2 separate regions of the Canis lupus genome follow, and region 1 is linked to region 2. A link is a contact called in public Hi-C data. All regions are on one chromosome and are shown on one strand. Each heading gives the region's core, a stretch centred on a gene start, on an enhancer-like site or on the middle of the called end of the contact. The rest is flanking DNA. Distances are from core to core; before and after follow the strand shown.

Evidence for each region. Hi-C and Micro-C count contacts between places; a contact is called where the count stands out from the background.
Region 1: a Hi-C map of blood shows a contact between it and region 2, with 5 times the contacts expected there. The contact joins the promoter of TIFA here to the promoter of LARP7 in region 2. A contact is called at or near these places in 2 of 9 Hi-C or Micro-C datasets (both in blood).

Annotation. Positions count from the first base shown.
Region 1 is chr32:7,755,775-7,759,282 of UU_Cfam_GSD_1.0, reverse strand. It overlaps TIFA (TRAF-interacting protein with FHA domain-containing protein A), which reads right to left and starts at 2,073. Exons shown (of 3, transcript XM_038581893.1): 1 at 1,952-2,073; 2 at 700-866. It overlaps ALPK1 (alpha-protein kinase 1), which reads left to right and starts at 768. Exons shown (of 16, transcript XM_038581883.1): 1 at 768-920; 2 at 2,471-2,648.
Region 2 is chr32:7,467,182-7,470,207 of UU_Cfam_GSD_1.0, reverse strand. LARP7 (la-related protein 7) reads left to right here and starts at 1,655. Exons shown (of 13, transcript XM_038581864.1): 1 at 1,655-1,832. It overlaps ZGRF1 (protein ZGRF1), which reads right to left and starts at 1,625. Exons shown (of 28, transcript XM_038581861.1): 1 at 1,266-1,625.

The DNA of each region.
Region 1 (3,508 bases), core at 824-3,323, 290 kb before region 2:
CTTACACACACACACACACACACACACACCACCCACCCCTCCCAAAGTTGGGCAAAGCCAGTAAAGAGATGATACCCTAACATTGCAAAAAAACTGTTTGAACCTCAACTGTCATGAACAAAAAGATATTTTTGCTCAAAGGAGGAACCAGGTGTCCAAGCAGTTTAACAGAAAGTCTGGTGCCCCTGGGTGGTCATGCATGCCAAGAGGACTCTCATGCTTTAAGTTTGTTTTTTAAGATAAGATCTACTGCAATATTGGAGTGTGTTCTGAGCAACGTGTTAAGGGAGGTATTCTAAAAGTTTTACTTTCATCCCTCCTCAGCTCCCACTATCAATAATCTCAAGAGAAAGTATGACTTTTGTCTTGTTGCAAGTAGCCTTTTTTCAAAGGCTCTCCCCACCACCAACACTCAACACTGAGCTCATAGGAGAGAAGAGAAACTCTGAAGCACAGCAAAAGACAGGGCACTCCTCCTGACCATCCTCCCTCCTGACCACCTTCCTCCTGACCAACCTCCCTCCTGACCAACTCCCCCACACTGGGGTCATCACCCCAGTGTGGATTCGAAGACATCTATGAACTCTACTACTGTTCAGCAGAATCAACTCTTAAATAATAGGTTTTGAAAAAAAAAAGAGGGGAAAAAAAGGTCGTGAAAACCAGAAAGAGCAAGGTAAAAACCTTGAGAGAGCTCACTTTTTCCCAAAGACAGTGTCTTCTTTGTCCCGCTCTGTCTGAGGAGCCTGTACGCAATCAGATTTGCAGAGTCCAGCTTCTTCGGTGGCTGGGGACATCCGCTATGAGGTACAGCGTGGGTTCTGGCTTCCGGAGGATTTGGGAAATTCCTCCTTTCAATCTGAAAGCTGGGAAGTCCCAGAAAACAGCCGATTACCCTATTTTTCTAAGGAACAGCTAAGGTAAGGAGGCCAGGGCCGGAAGACCCCGCAGCAGAGAGCTCCAGGGAGCCCGCGGCCCCGTAGCCAAGTCCCTGCAGGTGGGAAGGGGCCTGGGGGACGCCCGGGGGTTCACGCACCACTGCTGAGCTACACTTGATAAATGGAATTCTTTTTTGTTTTCTGATTGGGGGGGGGGGGACACCTTGCAAAGCACAGAAAAGCACAAAGAAAACACACCCCATCTTCTGGTATTTCCTTTCAGTATTCCCCCCATCGCATTTATAAATATTCCTAAATTTCGTAAAGCTGGGGCCGTGCTGTAATTGCTCAAGCGCGCCCGCGCGCTGGGCCGGCGGGAGCAGGGGCTGTGACTCTCTGTAGCGCACCCCGAAAGACCCCTACACAAAGGAAGCTTCCCTCTCGGGGCGATAAACAGGCCAGACACCCTCCGCACTTCACCCCCAGACCGCAGCCCGCCCGGATACCTCGGGGCCGGGGAGTCGGTGAACTGGCTTCCCCAGAGCGGCTTCGCTTTTCCAGGCCCCGCACGAGACTAAAGGGGCCTGCGCGGAGGCTGGAGTCCGCCGACCGTCGGAGCCCCCCGCGCGCCCCCCGCCGCAGCTCCAGGGGGCGCCAGAGGGCGCTGGGAGCCCAGGGGAGGGGGCGGGGCCGAAGCGGGGGCGCGGGGGCGCGGGGGCGCGGGGGCGCGGGGGCGCGGGGGCGCGGGGGCGCGGGGGCGCGGGGGCGCGGGGGTGCGGGGGCGGGGGCGGTGCGCGGAGGCGGCGGGGCCCGCACCGCTCCTCCCGCTCCCGGCGAAGTGCGCCCTGTAGACGCCCCGAAGCCTTTATAAAGGCCGGAGCGTGGCGCGGCGGTTCTCAGGCCCCGCCCCCGCGCGCCCCCGCGTGCCCCCGCGCGCCCCCGCGCGCCCCCTCCCCTCTCCGCCGGGTGTGCGAGGCTGCTGAGGCGGGGTGCGCGAGAGGCCCAGCCCCCTGGCCGTCTTTCTGAGGTTCCAGGCCAGGTTTGAAGCGCAGTAAAACTGGCGAGTACCTTACCTCCCCAAACAGGTGGCCCCTCAAAAGGATGGGGCTAGTGAGCTAGAGTTTGAAAAGGGAGCGGAGTCGCTTCAACGCCCTGCCCCCGCCCTGTGCCGCCCGACCTCGAGTGTGGGCCCGGGACGGGGTAGGGGTGGGCGGAGAGTCGAAGTGACTTCCTAGACAAGCGAGGTGCACGGCCTGTAGGATTTCATTTAATCCTCGCGGTCGGGAGAGTGGGTCCCCCTTACGGGTGAGTGACCTGCAGCCCTGAGGGTGGCTAAGTGTCCCGTGGAGCGAGCCAGGGCAGAGACCGGGTTTGGGGGTGCCGCAGAGCTCCTAGTCAGCACCCACCCTACACCAGAGCAGTCCAGGGCTTCCTCCTCCGCCCCGTCCACCTGGAGGGATCTCTCCCTCATCATCCAGAGTCTGGGGTTCCGCACGTATAGGCTGGTGCAAGGTGCATTGAGAAACGCTTAACCCGCCCAGGAGTCCTTTAGGGCCTCCAGTGAAAAAAGTAATAGTATTTTTCTGCCTCAGGGAGAAGGTTCGGAATAAACTACAGGTGGAGGAACTTAAAGACAATCAGTGTCTAGAGCGGGGTACGAGTAAGACTATATCGAGAGTGAAAGACTGAGGAGAGAGGACAAAGCTAGCAGTGACCAAGGTTAAACTGGCCCACTTACCTCGGAGCTTCGGAATCTACCCACCAATTCTGGTAGGTGTCAGATGGAAACTACTCATCTGTCTGGATTCTGACCCTGATTTGCAGGAGAGTTGCTCCTTTGCAGGTCAGTTTCACTGGCCGTAAAACGACATTGATACTTGCTACTTCCCCATCTGATAAAGAGATTCTTTGAGGGGGCTAAATTTTGACCTCTCAGAGTTGGTTAGGTATAATTAGGAACCATAAACCTGAGGAAGGAAGAGTATAACTACAGAGGAAGCAGATTCCTGTAAGGCTGCAATTTTGTTTGTTAATCATCAGCATTTATTATTTCTTCTCTGGAGTGGAGATAGCGAGAGTATCATCTTTCAGCTGAAGAACATTAGAGCATGTAGAAGGTAAGATACACAACTTAACTATACCAATAAACCTATACAATAAAATAACATTATCAGAATTGTAGTTTCTGATCTCCAACCTTTGATATTAAGATTTGAAAATGCTTTATAAGTGGCAAAGGACTAGTATAGTAGATGCTATTAATAGCACGAATAAAGAAAATGCAATAATTGCCAAAATTTATGATGCTGAATATTATTTCATTTTGCTGTTCCCTTACATTATTCCTAGGCTACCGATTTAGGAAGAGATTAAAAGGAACCTTCAGGGAAATGGATATCTCATAAGTCAGGCTGGAATTGTTTATCAAGTCAAAATAGAAGAAAATAATAGGCAGATATGTTGTTGATTCTGAAAAGAGTGATTTACTGTTTGAACTATCCGTGATGAATCATTTAATGTAAAAATAACATAAAATGCCCACAATCTAGTATATTTTTACATGGAAAGAATCTTAAAAATAGTTTTAGATACTTTTAGTAGCCCATAATTTAGCAGATATACCTGAAAAC
Region 2 (3,026 bases), core at 406-2,905:
GAATTCAGTTCAATTAAGGGGTCAAGTTAAGACAATGAATAGTGAGTGAGAGAGAAGATTGAAAAAAATGAGCAATAGGAGTCAGAGGGCCTTCTATGCTATGCCAAGTTGTTTGAATTTTCTATAAAGGGAGTGCAAATGGTAGGGTTTTAAGAATAAGATTACATAATCTAACTTGGGTTTTACAAAGATCGCTCTGGTTGCTGATAGGAGGCATAAGGGAGGGTAGCCCTGGTGGCGCAGCGGTTTAGCGCTGCCTGCAGCCTGGGGTGTGATCCTGGAGACCTGGGGTCGAGTCCCACGTTGGGCTCCCTGCAAGGGGCTTGCTTCTCCCTCTGCCTGCATCTCTGCCTCTCTCTCTGTGTGCTCTCATGAATAAATAAATAAAATCTTTAAAAAATAAAATACTAAAATCTTTAGAAGAGGCCTAAGTCCTACGTTCAAAGGAGTAAAAAAAAAAAAAAACAAAGGAGTTAAAATACCGTTTACCGTTAAATAGTTGAAATGGTATCAGCTAACAACATGGCATTTAAGTGAAAAGTAAAAACAAAAAAGAAAAAAAGAAAAAATCTGGGGACGCCTGAGTGGTTCAGCCCTTGAGTAGACCTCGGCCTCCCGCTCAGGGCGTGATCCCGGATCCAGTCCCGCGTCGGGCTCCCTGCATGGAGCCTGCTTCTCCCTCTGCCCGTGTCTCTCTCTGCCTCTCTCTCTCTCTCTCTCTCTGTGTGTGTCTCTCATGAATAAATAAATAAAATCTTTAAGAAAAATTTTTTTTCTAAAAATCATCTACGTCAAATGTTGACCCACCTCCAACGGGTAAAAGTTCAACGTGCAAAGTTTTAAAAGCGGTAGGGATACCTCAGATGTCTGCAATAATTATATAACCACAGATGTGCACATTACCTCCCCAAAGACATTACCCATACGTCCCTATGCTGCTTTATACATTCATATATAAAATTCTGTGTTCTCCATAAAATATGAACCAGTCTTATTTATGTTTAAGTACGAGGAGATGTTTTTGGTCTTTTTATTTTGGAACAAGCAAGATCTTTAGAATCCCTAAATAGTTCAGATTTAAAAGTTCCAGAGTCTCAAACCCAGTATCCTGTTAAGAAGTCGCTCAGTCCAAATGACCCAGAGAAGCCCACATTTCATTGCCAAGATAATAATTACCATGATTCTGTGTAACCGAATGGCAGTGAGACTTGACCCTCTGTCAGGCCTAGATAAACACAAAGAGCAAAACTCTCTCTGGTCCTTACACTTATTGCCGGAAGTGCAACGCAGAGGCTGGAAAGGCTGTCACTCCCCACACCTGGTTCCAAACAGCACCAGCAACGGCTCGCTTCCGGCGCAATAGAGCCTCTCAACACTTTGCCCTAAATTGCGACGCCGCCTCTCGTTCACATCCCCTTTCCTATCCACCTTCACTCCCAGAGAAGCAGAGGACTTCACCGGTCCGTAAAACACACGTTCGAATTTCTCCCGCGGAAGGCTGTGACGTCATCAACCCGGGACCGCACGGGATCAGGACCCACTACTCAGCCCGCCCACAAGTACCGACGTTTGCAAACCGCCAATCAAAACTTCTCGTGGTCTGTGAGCCTCCTCGGCCAGCCGGGTAACCCGACGCCCCGCCCCTTGCGCCAGCTCACGCCCGTGACGCAAGCGCCGGGCGCGCCGTCTCCGTCCTCGCGCTCGCCTTTTCGGAGGCGTACGGGAGAACCGTGTCGCCCACCCTATGACGCGGAAACCAGCTCTATAAGGATCTGGAGACGGAAAGGTTGGAGGACGAAATCACCGGCCCAGTATTTTGGGAACTGGACAGAGTAAGTTGGAAGTAAACTGTAGATCGTGTCGCTCAGGTTGAGTGAGGCTTCAAGTCTTCTAAGTCCTTTGTCACGCGCTCCATTCTATCATCTGTCGGCCCTTTCACTTCGTCCCCTCCCACAAGCCCATCGGTTTGCTCGTCCTGTTCCTCTGCGCACGCGCAAAGGTCCTTCAGCGGCCCTTGTAGTTCCAGTTTTCGGAGATTGGGGGCGCATATCGTCCGGCTTTAGGAGATCGGGGGCCCGCCCGGTATTGGGCAGCGTACTTGGGAAAGGACTGGTGTCGACGGGGGGCCGTAGCCAGAGGTGAAATCGCCGGGCCTCGTAGATGTGAGCGTTGGCGGCCAAACGATAGCGAGTGTGAGCACTTAAGTTTTTAAAGTTAAGTCACTTTCTTATTTTCGGGATTCTAGTTTTTGTCATCAGAGAATCGAAAAATCCAGTTACGGAAGGGAGCTAACAAATTATAAATGTCAGTGGAGTGTACTGAATGCGTTAATAAATGTGCTTGAGGGAAAATAGATGAGGAGGCAATAAATTAGGGGAGACGTGGTGGTGGAAAGCTGGAGAGAGTAAGATGCCATTTAACGTGGGCCTTGAAAATTGAATAGGAGTTTATAAGGCAAGTAAAGACAAGACTAATTGAAAGAACAGGCACGGTGTTCTGGTACCGTTGAATGGTCAGCCATGGTAGAACAATGACTTAACGTTTTTGACACCGTTTCCTCTAAAAATGGTAAAGGCTATGGATGAGCATCCTAGGAAGATGCATGCACGTCAAGACATTTTACGTATGATTTTGCTGGGAAATTGTGGAACACCTTGAAATGGCCAAGAAAAAAGATACTGGATGTCTTCTCTAGCTGGCTCTTCCAGGTTCTCTCTTTCATTATCATTGAGCTATTTTACATTTGTGTTAGTTGTAGGAAACGATTATAATGGAACTTAAGTCTTGTAGTTAATCAATTTTGTAGTTATGGCCCTAACCAGTTTTGCATCTATTAACAAATTCATTTCAGTGTTCCTGATTGCTTAGATCTTTTAATTCTCCTTTGAACTAGTTTTTTAATAGAATATTTTAAAATTTATTATTTATTTACTCTATTTTAAGTAGACCCCATGCCCAATATGGGCCTTGAACTCTCAACCCCGGGATTGAGTCGCGTGTTCTACTGACTGAGCCAGCCAAGTGTC